2 separate regions of the Astyanax mexicanus genome follow, and region 2 is linked to region 1. The links are chromatin contacts, called in public Hi-C maps. All regions are on one chromosome and are shown on one strand. Each heading gives the region's core, a stretch centred on a gene start, on an enhancer-like site or on the middle of the called end of the contact. The rest is flanking DNA. Distances are from core to core; before and after follow the strand shown. Region 1 holds the start of stk10 (serine/threonine kinase 10). Region 2 holds the start of atp2a2b (ATPase sarcoplasmic/endoplasmic reticulum Ca2+ transporting 2b).

Region 1 (4,454 bases), core at 139-2,638:
TGAGTATGTTCTATGTATACGTTCTTTCACGTAAACTTGTTTCTGAGCTTCAATCTTATAAACAAATATATAAAAATATTATATAATATTATATTATATTATATATTTTTAAACCTTTGTTGTTCAGTGTTTTCATAATCTCATTTATCAAATATTACAGCAAATAAATTTTGATTGCATCACAACGACTCCTTAGCATTTATTTGTTTATTTATTTATTTATTTATTTATTAATATTTTCTGTATCTATTTCAGTCTCTCTTTTCTTCTTTCACTGCTTCTCAGTTTATGTCTTTACCCTATATAAACACTAGATGGAGGCATTGTGCAGATATAGTGCTCTAACTTGCTTTATTAATCTTTTTTTATTTTTATTTATTTATTGTTTTATTTAGTTTTGAGTCACAATGAGTTACAATATGTAATTGTTGTTTTTGAGCTTTTCTCTCCTCTTTTTTTGTATTTTAAAATAAATTTCGGTTGTGTTTAGTTATATTTCATATTCTTGCAATAAGGACATTAAGGAGTTCAAATCATATTAAAAGTGTTAAACTGTAAAGAGTATTAAAGCATCACAAAAGGCTTTATGTGCCTAAAAGCTGGTAAAGAAGGTTAAACTGTTTGAAAAAATAAACAAACTACAAATCCCATGATGCCTCGCCGTGTTGGGGGCGTGGCCTAGGTGACAGGCGTGCGTTCTAGCTCGCACAGGAGTTCAGTTCAGTTTAGTGAACTGATTCTTTTGAATCGTTCTGTTTCTGGGTGGATCTGATCACAGAGTTTTATGAAGTCACAGTTCTTCTCAGTGAATTAATTAAATAGATTAAAAATATCTCCTGCTATCAGGAAATATTAAATATCATTGAGTAAAGTTTTGGTTGCATTACAACCTTTATTCAACATTATACCAAAGTTCTTTAAACGTTTTGGATTTACTGACTTTTTTTCTGTGTTTAGTTGAGTAGTTCTTGTTTCTCATAACCTGGATTAGAACATTACTCAAATATTCACTATTCACTGTATATCTGTAACTCTACCTCAAAAATACAAAAAGGAGGAAACACGATAAACAAAGAACACAAACATAAAACATACACAAAAACACTTAATTTTTAAAGGCATATTTGATATTTTTTAATATACTATTTTAATATATTTAACTTATATTTATATTATAGCGTTGCTTTAGAAACTGAACCATCTTGCGCCAAGAAAAAGGTACAATATGACGTTCGTTCTTAAAATGACGTAAGTATAAATATTTCTTCTCAGCTGACTCAGTTCAGTAATATTCGATTCTTTTGAACCTATGAATCGGTTCGTCTGAATCGTAGAAAAGAACCGGATCAAGAGAACCGATTCTCTGCGGATCGGAGCCGCTGCGGTTTGAGTGTGTGAGAGCTGCAGGTGGGCGCCACTCGGTGCGCGCGAGCGGCGAGATGTTCGCGTTCAGATCCTGTTCTTTAGTTTCTACAGATTTAGGAGTTTTAATGTTTTAGTTTTTGTGGTTTTTGAGCTGTGAGGATGGAGTAGGAGGGAGTTTTGGGAGAGTTTGAGCTTTTGGAGTTCACTTATACCCCAGTAAACTCCGCCGGAGAACTCTGAGACTCAGTTTAACAGAGTTATACAGAGTTTTATTGAGTTTTATTCAGGTTAATTCTGCTTTATTCACCATGGCTTCAATATTCGGCCGGATTTTTCGTCTCCCCACTCTGGATAAGAAGAGAGTGAAGCAGTATGAACACGTTCACAGGGATGTGAACCCCGGTGATCAGTGGGAGATAGTAGGAGAGCTGGGGGATGGAGCTTTTGGGAAAGTTTATAAGGTGAGTTTCTCTCAGTTTCCTGTATTTAAATCACTGATTCCTGTGTTTAACAGCAGAACCAGTCCAGCTACTTTTACTGGTTGGTTTTTCAGGCTCTGCTCTGAAGAGCTGACTGTTTGAAACTGGGTGCTTCCCACTATTGGACTTTTTGGAGTGGAAAGAAGCTTTATTTACAGGTTTATTTAAACTTTACAGTTTGTAAATATCAGTTACTAAGAGTTTCACATCGTTAACACTATAAACAATTTATACACATTTGCTTGTTGTTTTTAAGGCACTATAAAAGTGTATTGACTTTCAGAAACTGGGAAATAGGGTGTTTGTAAAGTTGCTTAATGAAATGGACTAAAAGGAGCTTTTTGTAAACTTTACAGTTTAGAAATCCAGTTTAATCTCATTGACTGTGAGCTTCACACCTTTTTATATTTTGACCAGTTGGTTTGGCAGTACAGTGTTGGGTGTTTTTCACCATTGGGTTGATTTGACAGGGGATATATTGCAGACTTTACTCATTCTGTAGACTTTACATTTATATGCTCATCTACATTTGCTTGTTGGTTTTTCAGACTCTACAGTGAGGCACTGACTGAAATTGGGTGTTTTTTCTCTATTGGGCTGCTTGAAGTTTGTTGAGTATTTTACATATATCAAGACTCTATTAACTAAATTGGACAAATTGAAGTTTTTGTAAACTTTACAGATTGTAAATCCAGTTTAATCTCAGGGACCGTGAGCTTTAAACCTTTTATACTATTAACAGTTTTATTGGCAGTACTGTATAGCAGTGTCTGTCTGAAACTGGATGTTTTTTACCATTGGGTTGGTTTGACACAAGATACACCTATGACCCAGCCTTGATTGGGCATTCTGTAGAGTTTACAGTTATAACTTTACAATTTTAACACTATAATCAGCTCGTCTACACTTGATTCATTGAAACTGGGTGGTTCTTACCATTGGGCTGCTGGAAGTTTGTTGAATAATTTATATATCTCAAGACTCTATTAACTAAATTGTACAAATTGAAGCTTTTGTAAACTTTATATACAGTATATCCACCTTTGCTTATTGTTGTTTCAGGTGCTGACAGTCAGAAGCTGTAGTATTTCATAGAAAGAATTCAGAAGTTACTTAATTAAATGGAGTAAGTTAAGCTTTTTGTAAAATTTACAGTTTATTAAACCAGTTTAGGTGCAGCGACTAATAATACATTTGTAATTTATAAAACTTGTTCATTCTTAGTGAATGAGAGTAAGGCCAGAACCAGCCCTACTACTTTTTTGTTTTCTTGGTGCTCCACAGTTTGACATTGGCTGGTATTCAATGTTGAGCTGCTTGGAATGTGTTGCATATTTCAGATTCATGAATGTTGTTTTTTTTTTTGTTTTGTTTTTTGTAAAGTTTACAGTTTATAAACCAGTTTACCCTCAGCTAGATTCCACACCATTGACAGCAGAACCAGTCTTTCTGCATTAGCTCATTGGTTTACTGTTGAGGCTGTCTGAACCTGGGTGGTTGTCTCCATTGAGTTGAGTTGGGTAAGATATAATAGGACCTCACCAAGATGGAGGTTTTTAGGAAGTCTATAACAAAAGCTCTTTACACTGTAGAGCAGTAGCTGGATGGTGGCAGCTGATCTGAAGAGGATAACAGAAGACCCTGACAGCTAAACGTCTGTTAGTGTCAGACTGAACAGGTTGAAAACAGGTGTTCATTTGAAAGAGGTAAATAGATAGAATTTGTAATGATTGGATTTATTAAGTACAGAAAATGTAAACCTTTAACAGAGGGTCGAATTTACTGTAACATCCTAACTAAAATTAAAAGGAAAAGCCAGAAGGTAACATAGACAACCTGAAACAATTGGTGATTCCATACCAGCATCTCAGCATCTTTATATAAACAGTTCTGGATTTTGCTATTTATAGGTTTATATTTGAGTAAAATGAACATTGTTGTTTTATTCTATAAACTACAGACAACATTTCTCCCAAATTCCAGATATAAATATTCTAATTTAGAGCGTTTATTTGCAGAAAATGAGAAATGGCCGAAATAACAAAAAGATGGAGACAAGTTTTAAGAGTTCAGAAATCAATATTTGGTGGAATAACTCTGGTTTTGGTTTTTAATCACAGTTTTAATTTCATGCATCTTGGCATCATGTTCTCCTCCACCAGTCTTACACACTGCTTTTGGATAACTTTATGCTGCTTTACTCCTGGTGCAAAAAATCAAGCAGTTCAGTTTGGTGGTTTGATGACTTGTTGTGATCATCCATCTTCCTCTTGATTATATTCCAGAGGTTTTCAATTTGCTAAAATCAAAGAAACTCAATTTTTAAGTGATCTCTCATTTTTTCAGAGCTGTATATATATTTGATTTATTTATGACTATTTTAGGTAGAGCAGTGAGGTAGTTTTCTACATCAGGTTGACTGGGTTGAAACTTTCTGTGCCATATAAGTGAGAGAGTGCTCAGTTCTGTTATAACGTCACGTCACCCTCAGTGAGAGAGACTAAACCAGGCCGGCTGCCTGTAGTTTTTGCTGTGTCAGGGTTATTCTCCACTGGACCGATGAAGAGAGAAATGTCAGAGTTAGATTGGTTAGTTTGTCTGTTTAGCAAT
Region 2 (5,018 bases), core at 512-3,011, 320 kb after region 1:
TGTTATAGTATTTCGAAAAAATAACTTAGTACCTTAAAATAAAGATGTACTATCTATATATACAAAAAAACCTTAAAGCATCACAATAAACAGACAAAATGACACAAAAAAGCTTTCAACACATTCTGTAATACTGCTATTATCACAATATATATTTTTTTATTGTTTAAAAACTTTTAAAGATATTATTGTGTATGCTTCTATAAAGCCCGCCCTTTTATATACAGCACACTGGAACTGGCTGTTGAAGTCTTATCTTAATGAAGGCTTCAACTCACTGAATCGCTGACTGGCTCTTTTGCTGTGGCTGCAATTAATGTGTCAGTCACAGGCTCAGTGATAAATGGCCTATAAATGGCTGGAGAGGCCGTTGGGCGAGAGATACGGTGTATAAGCAGCAGAACTGGGAGGCTCCTTTTCCTGGTCTTTGTTCAGTTTAAAGGAAATAGCAGAGCCGGTTAATTTTGTATTTGTTTTGTTATTTACTATATTTATTTTTAATAGTTTGTTTGCAATACATGCAGGTAGATTTTTGTTGTTACAGGATTTTTTTTTTGCAACATTTTCTTATTTTGTTTCACTATCATTACTTTATACAACATCTGGGTCTCCCAGAGTTACTGTTTGGGAAATAGACAAATGTTTATAGATTTTTTTCAGGGATAGCAAGCACCTCTTAAATGAGTCCCAGCACCATTCAACAGATCATTCAACCAAAATACAGTAGCCTCCCCTCAACACACACATGCACAATTAAGCTGCAGTATGCTAGTTAGCTAGATAAGTTGTTATTTTAATGTAGTGGTTAGCTAAGCCAATATGTAAATTGTAAAAATTAAATGCCAAATTATAAACGAAAATAAAAAAGATTTTATAATCACTCCTATCTCTTATCTATCTATCTAGATACTTATCATTCTACCTATACTTTTTGTTGAAAAAGTGATATTATGGTTTCTAGTGAAATTAATTCTTCTTGAAATTACTGTACATGTATATCATCGAGAATACAGTAATAAATATTGAGATGTTATAAAAAAAAGAACATTTTCATGTTGTTTCTTTATAATTCCATGGATATACCAGCTCTCGAAAAAAAAGGAGAAATGAGAATGAGAATCTTAAAAAAAGCTACGTTTCTTTGATTTTACCAATCTAAAAAAAAAACTCTTAAATATATTCAAGAGGAAGATGAATGATCACAAGCCATCAAACCAAGCTGTACTGCTTGAATTTTTGCACCAGGAGTGCAGTCATTAAGTTAGCCAAAAGCAGTATGTAAGACTAGTGGAGGAGAACATGCCAAGATGGATGAAAACAAGGATTATTCCACCAAATATTGATTTCTGAACTCTTAAAACTTTTTGTTTTTAATATAAACTTGTTTTCTTTGCATGATTTGAGGTCTAAAAGCTCTGCATCTTTTTATGTCATTTCAGCCATTTCCCATTTTCTGCCAATAAATGCTCTAAATGACAATATTTTTAGTTGGAATGTGGGAGAAATGTCTGTGTGTTCAATTTACTCAAACATATACCTATAATGTCGCCCAGCCCTAGACTGTCAATCACCATCTTGCTTTTATTCGCACACTTATCAAACCACTCAGTGAACCGCTGCAGTGAATCAACTGTGAGTCATTAATGAATCAAACGCTGGGTTTATGCGAAATGATCCGTTTGAAGGAATCGGTTCCATACTCGGAATAAGTGAATCGATCTCTCCTTGGAACAGCGTGGTGCGGGGGAATCAGCCAATGAGAGCCTTCCACATGCGGACATCGGAACAGTGCTGGAGGAGGAGAGAGAGCGCGAGGCGAGCACTGAGCGGAGCGGCTGCAGCTGACGGTGCTGCCTGTAGTAGCTTTAGCCAGTTAACTAACCCGTGATCCACCGGCACCTCGCTGCTCCAACACCGAGCTCAGGCTTCTCTACAGCGGCGGAGAACTCGAGGAGAGACCGGCCGGGCGCCTCGCGAAGTCGCCGGGACTCGGAGCCGCTTGTTTAACGTTAGTTTAAACTTCAGTAACGTTAGTTAACCTAACCGTTAACGAGCTACAGCTTCTCTACCGGCGACTCGCTCCCGCTAACAAACACACGAGCGCTCTTCCTCCTCTTCCCAGCAGCCGGGCTCAGCCTGCGGGCGCCGCTCCGGTACCGAGCTTAAAGCGGTGACTCGGCTCTTTAGTCGGATCCGGGAGTCGCTGAGGGAAACCGGGACGGTTTTAGAGGAGCTCGAGACGCCGTCCACCATGGAGAACGCTCACACAAAGACGGTGGAGGAGGTGTACAGCTATTTCAGCGTGAACGAGAGCACCGGGCTCGGCCTGGACCAGCTGAAACGGCAGAAGGAGAAGTGGGGACCGAACGGTGAGTCATCTCAGCCGGCCTGCTTCTGCTTAGCCACGGCGCTAATGCTAACTAGCTAACCTAGCTAAGTGGCTAACGTGTGGACGCCGGTGTTCTGCCGAGTTGTGCAACTCATTGATGTGTGCTAGTATTCCTTCTGCGCATGCGCGGTCCAATTTTTAAAATACCCTTTTAATGTTTTTCTTTATAAACCCATAAATATCCATTACCGCCACTTAAAATTGAAGAGAAACATCTAAGATAGCACATTTTCTTATATTTTTAAGTAAACTAGTAGTCATTGTTTCGAGATAATAGGTTTAACTAACCTAGCCAGGTAGCTAGCTATAATAAAGTAACGTTAGTTAGCTAAGAAAGATAGTTTTGTTGCTTTTGTAATAAAAAAAAAAACTTTATGTAGTTTTTGATTGAGCTTTAGCTAGCTACTAATGTGTAAATGGCGAAATTTAAATGTCAAATAAAAAAAAGCAACAAAAACTCCTATCAATCTAGCTAAGTAACCTAACTCTTTATATTATATTATATAAAATTAGTTATTTAAGCCGTCCAATCATCCTACATGTACTTAAATAATAGTCATTATTTTACGTGTATACACACAATTATTAATATATAAATTCATTATATTATGATACTAGTTAGCTAAGTAAAATGTCTCTTGCTTTTGGAAAAAATGTTTTTTACTATTTTATTTTTCAATGAAGCCTTTAACTTGCATAGCTCCAGTACAATCTATTATCAGCTACAAATAATGGCTTTATTATGTAATGTATGTATGGCAAAGTTTTAAATGCCAAATTAAAAAGGAAAAAAAAAAACAAGATAAATCATTATATAGGCCGTCCAAACATCATACCTGTACTTCTGTTGAGAACAATGTCTGATATTATGTTTTATCCTGTTTATTCTCTAATAATAGTCTTTTAAGTCTTCCAATTGTTTTATTGAGGCTGCCCTCTTAACACTGTACAGTAGCACGCTTTGGCAGAGTAGCACGATCCGGCAGAACACCGGCGAAGCGCAGGTGCCATTGTGTAATTCCACTGTTTCCCAATCCAGCTTCCCTCAGACCTTCTGTATCTGAAAGTTCAGAGTTTTAACCCTTTTAGACGGAGCTGAACTCGGAGGCAGGAGGTTACTTAGAGTGTGGGGGTGAGGGCTGGAGCTGGGCTGGGGGTGTGGGGTGATACAGGAGCTGCTGCAGGACCAGGAGCAGCAGAAACCCGGAGGATTTAGCCGGACAGGCGGAGTAACGTGTAGCTGAGAGACAGGCCCGTGCGCCCGCCTGCGCGCGCGGCTCTCAGCGAACCGGCGAGATAAAAAAAAAAGCGAAGAAGAGCTGAAGTGAAAGTGTGACGTCAGTGCAGTCCGTGGACGCGCGCGCCTTTAACAAACACTAGGCTGAATATGATTAGAGATGATTAATTGATTGATGTTTAATGTTTAGGATTAAACATGAGGTTATCTATTATTTGTTAGTGTCTATCTATTTATATATGTATGTCTGTGTTTATATGTCTCTTTCTCTCGGTATAAGTGATTGATTTGTCTCTCTATCCATCTGTCTGTCTGTCTCTGTCTTTCTCTAGCTGATCGATTTGTCTATCTGCTTGTGTGTCTGTCTATATATTGATCTGCCTGTCTCTATCTATCTTTCTCTCTCTAACTAATCTTGTCAATCTATCTGTTTTTGTCTCTCTCTCTCTCACTCTCTCTAACTGATCTGTCTGTCTCTATCTATATATTTGTCTGTTTCTCTCTCTACATCTGAATGTCTCTGTGTTGGTGTGTCTGTCTTCTCTCCTTCTCTATCTTTTTCTCTAGCATATTTATCTCCCTGTCTGTATATATTTTCTCACTTTCTATATGTGATTGATTGATTGTCTTTCTATCCATCTGTCTCGCTGTCTCTTTCTTTCTCTCTCTCTAGCTGATCGATTTATCTATCTGCCTGTGTGTCTATATAATGGTCTGTTTGTCTCTTTCTTTGTGTCTCTCTAAATAATCTTATCAAGGTATCTGTCTGTCTTTGTCTCCCTCTAACTGATAGATCTGTCTATCTGTCTGTCTACTCTGGTCTCTCTCACTAACCAATCTATTGATCTTTCTTGTTTCTTGTCCGTGTCTTTGTCTCACTCTTACTGATCAATCTGTCTGCTTCTCTGTCTCTTGTTTATGTATAAGTCAGTTCCTGTGTCTTCGCCTATCTATCTATCTCTCTCTCTCTATCTCTCTGTATATATATATATATATATATATATATATATATATATATATATATATTATTTCCTTTTTTATTAACACCTCCTCAAAGCTCTCCTCATAGACTCTAGTATTATTTATAGTTCTCATATCAACAGCTGGTTTGGTAAATCAGGTGAGCCGCTGATGGAATTGAACATATACACTGGGGTGCTGGCTGGAGTCATCCAAGAGAAATTTGGAACCAAGTTTTGTACTTAAGACTAGCTCACATCTCACCTTTTGCATAATAATTAAGACAATGTTTGCTTAGTTTTCTTGGCCATCCGTGTTTTTATATGTATATTCTCATATAGCTTCTAATCTGAAGATTACATTAAAAGTAACTTCTAAATATCTCTCTCTATCTTTCTTTCTCTCCTTTCTGCGGACCTCCTGCTGTCCTAC

The links. Hi-C and Micro-C count contacts between places; a contact is called where the count stands out from the background.
Region 2: a contact with region 1 is called in a Hi-C map of blood, with 7 times the contacts expected there. The contact joins the promoter of atp2a2b here to the promoter of stk10 in region 1. A contact is called at or near these places in 3 of 3 Hi-C or Micro-C datasets (blood and muscle).

What each region holds. Positions count from the first base shown.
Region 1 is chr17:45,664,340-45,668,793 of AstMex3_surface, forward strand. It overlaps stk10 (serine/threonine kinase 10), which reads left to right and starts at 1,389. Exons shown (of 19, transcript XM_022676618.2): 1 at 1,389-1,826. The coding sequence starts at 1,674. It overlaps zmp:0000001268 (CYTL1 domain-containing protein), which reads left to right. Exons shown (of 4, transcript XM_007252796.4): 4 at 1-136.
Region 2 is chr17:45,985,599-45,990,616 of AstMex3_surface, forward strand. It overlaps atp2a2b (ATPase sarcoplasmic/endoplasmic reticulum Ca2+ transporting 2b), which reads left to right and starts at 1,762. Exons shown (of 21, transcript XM_022676629.2): 1 at 1,762-2,369. The coding sequence starts at 2,252.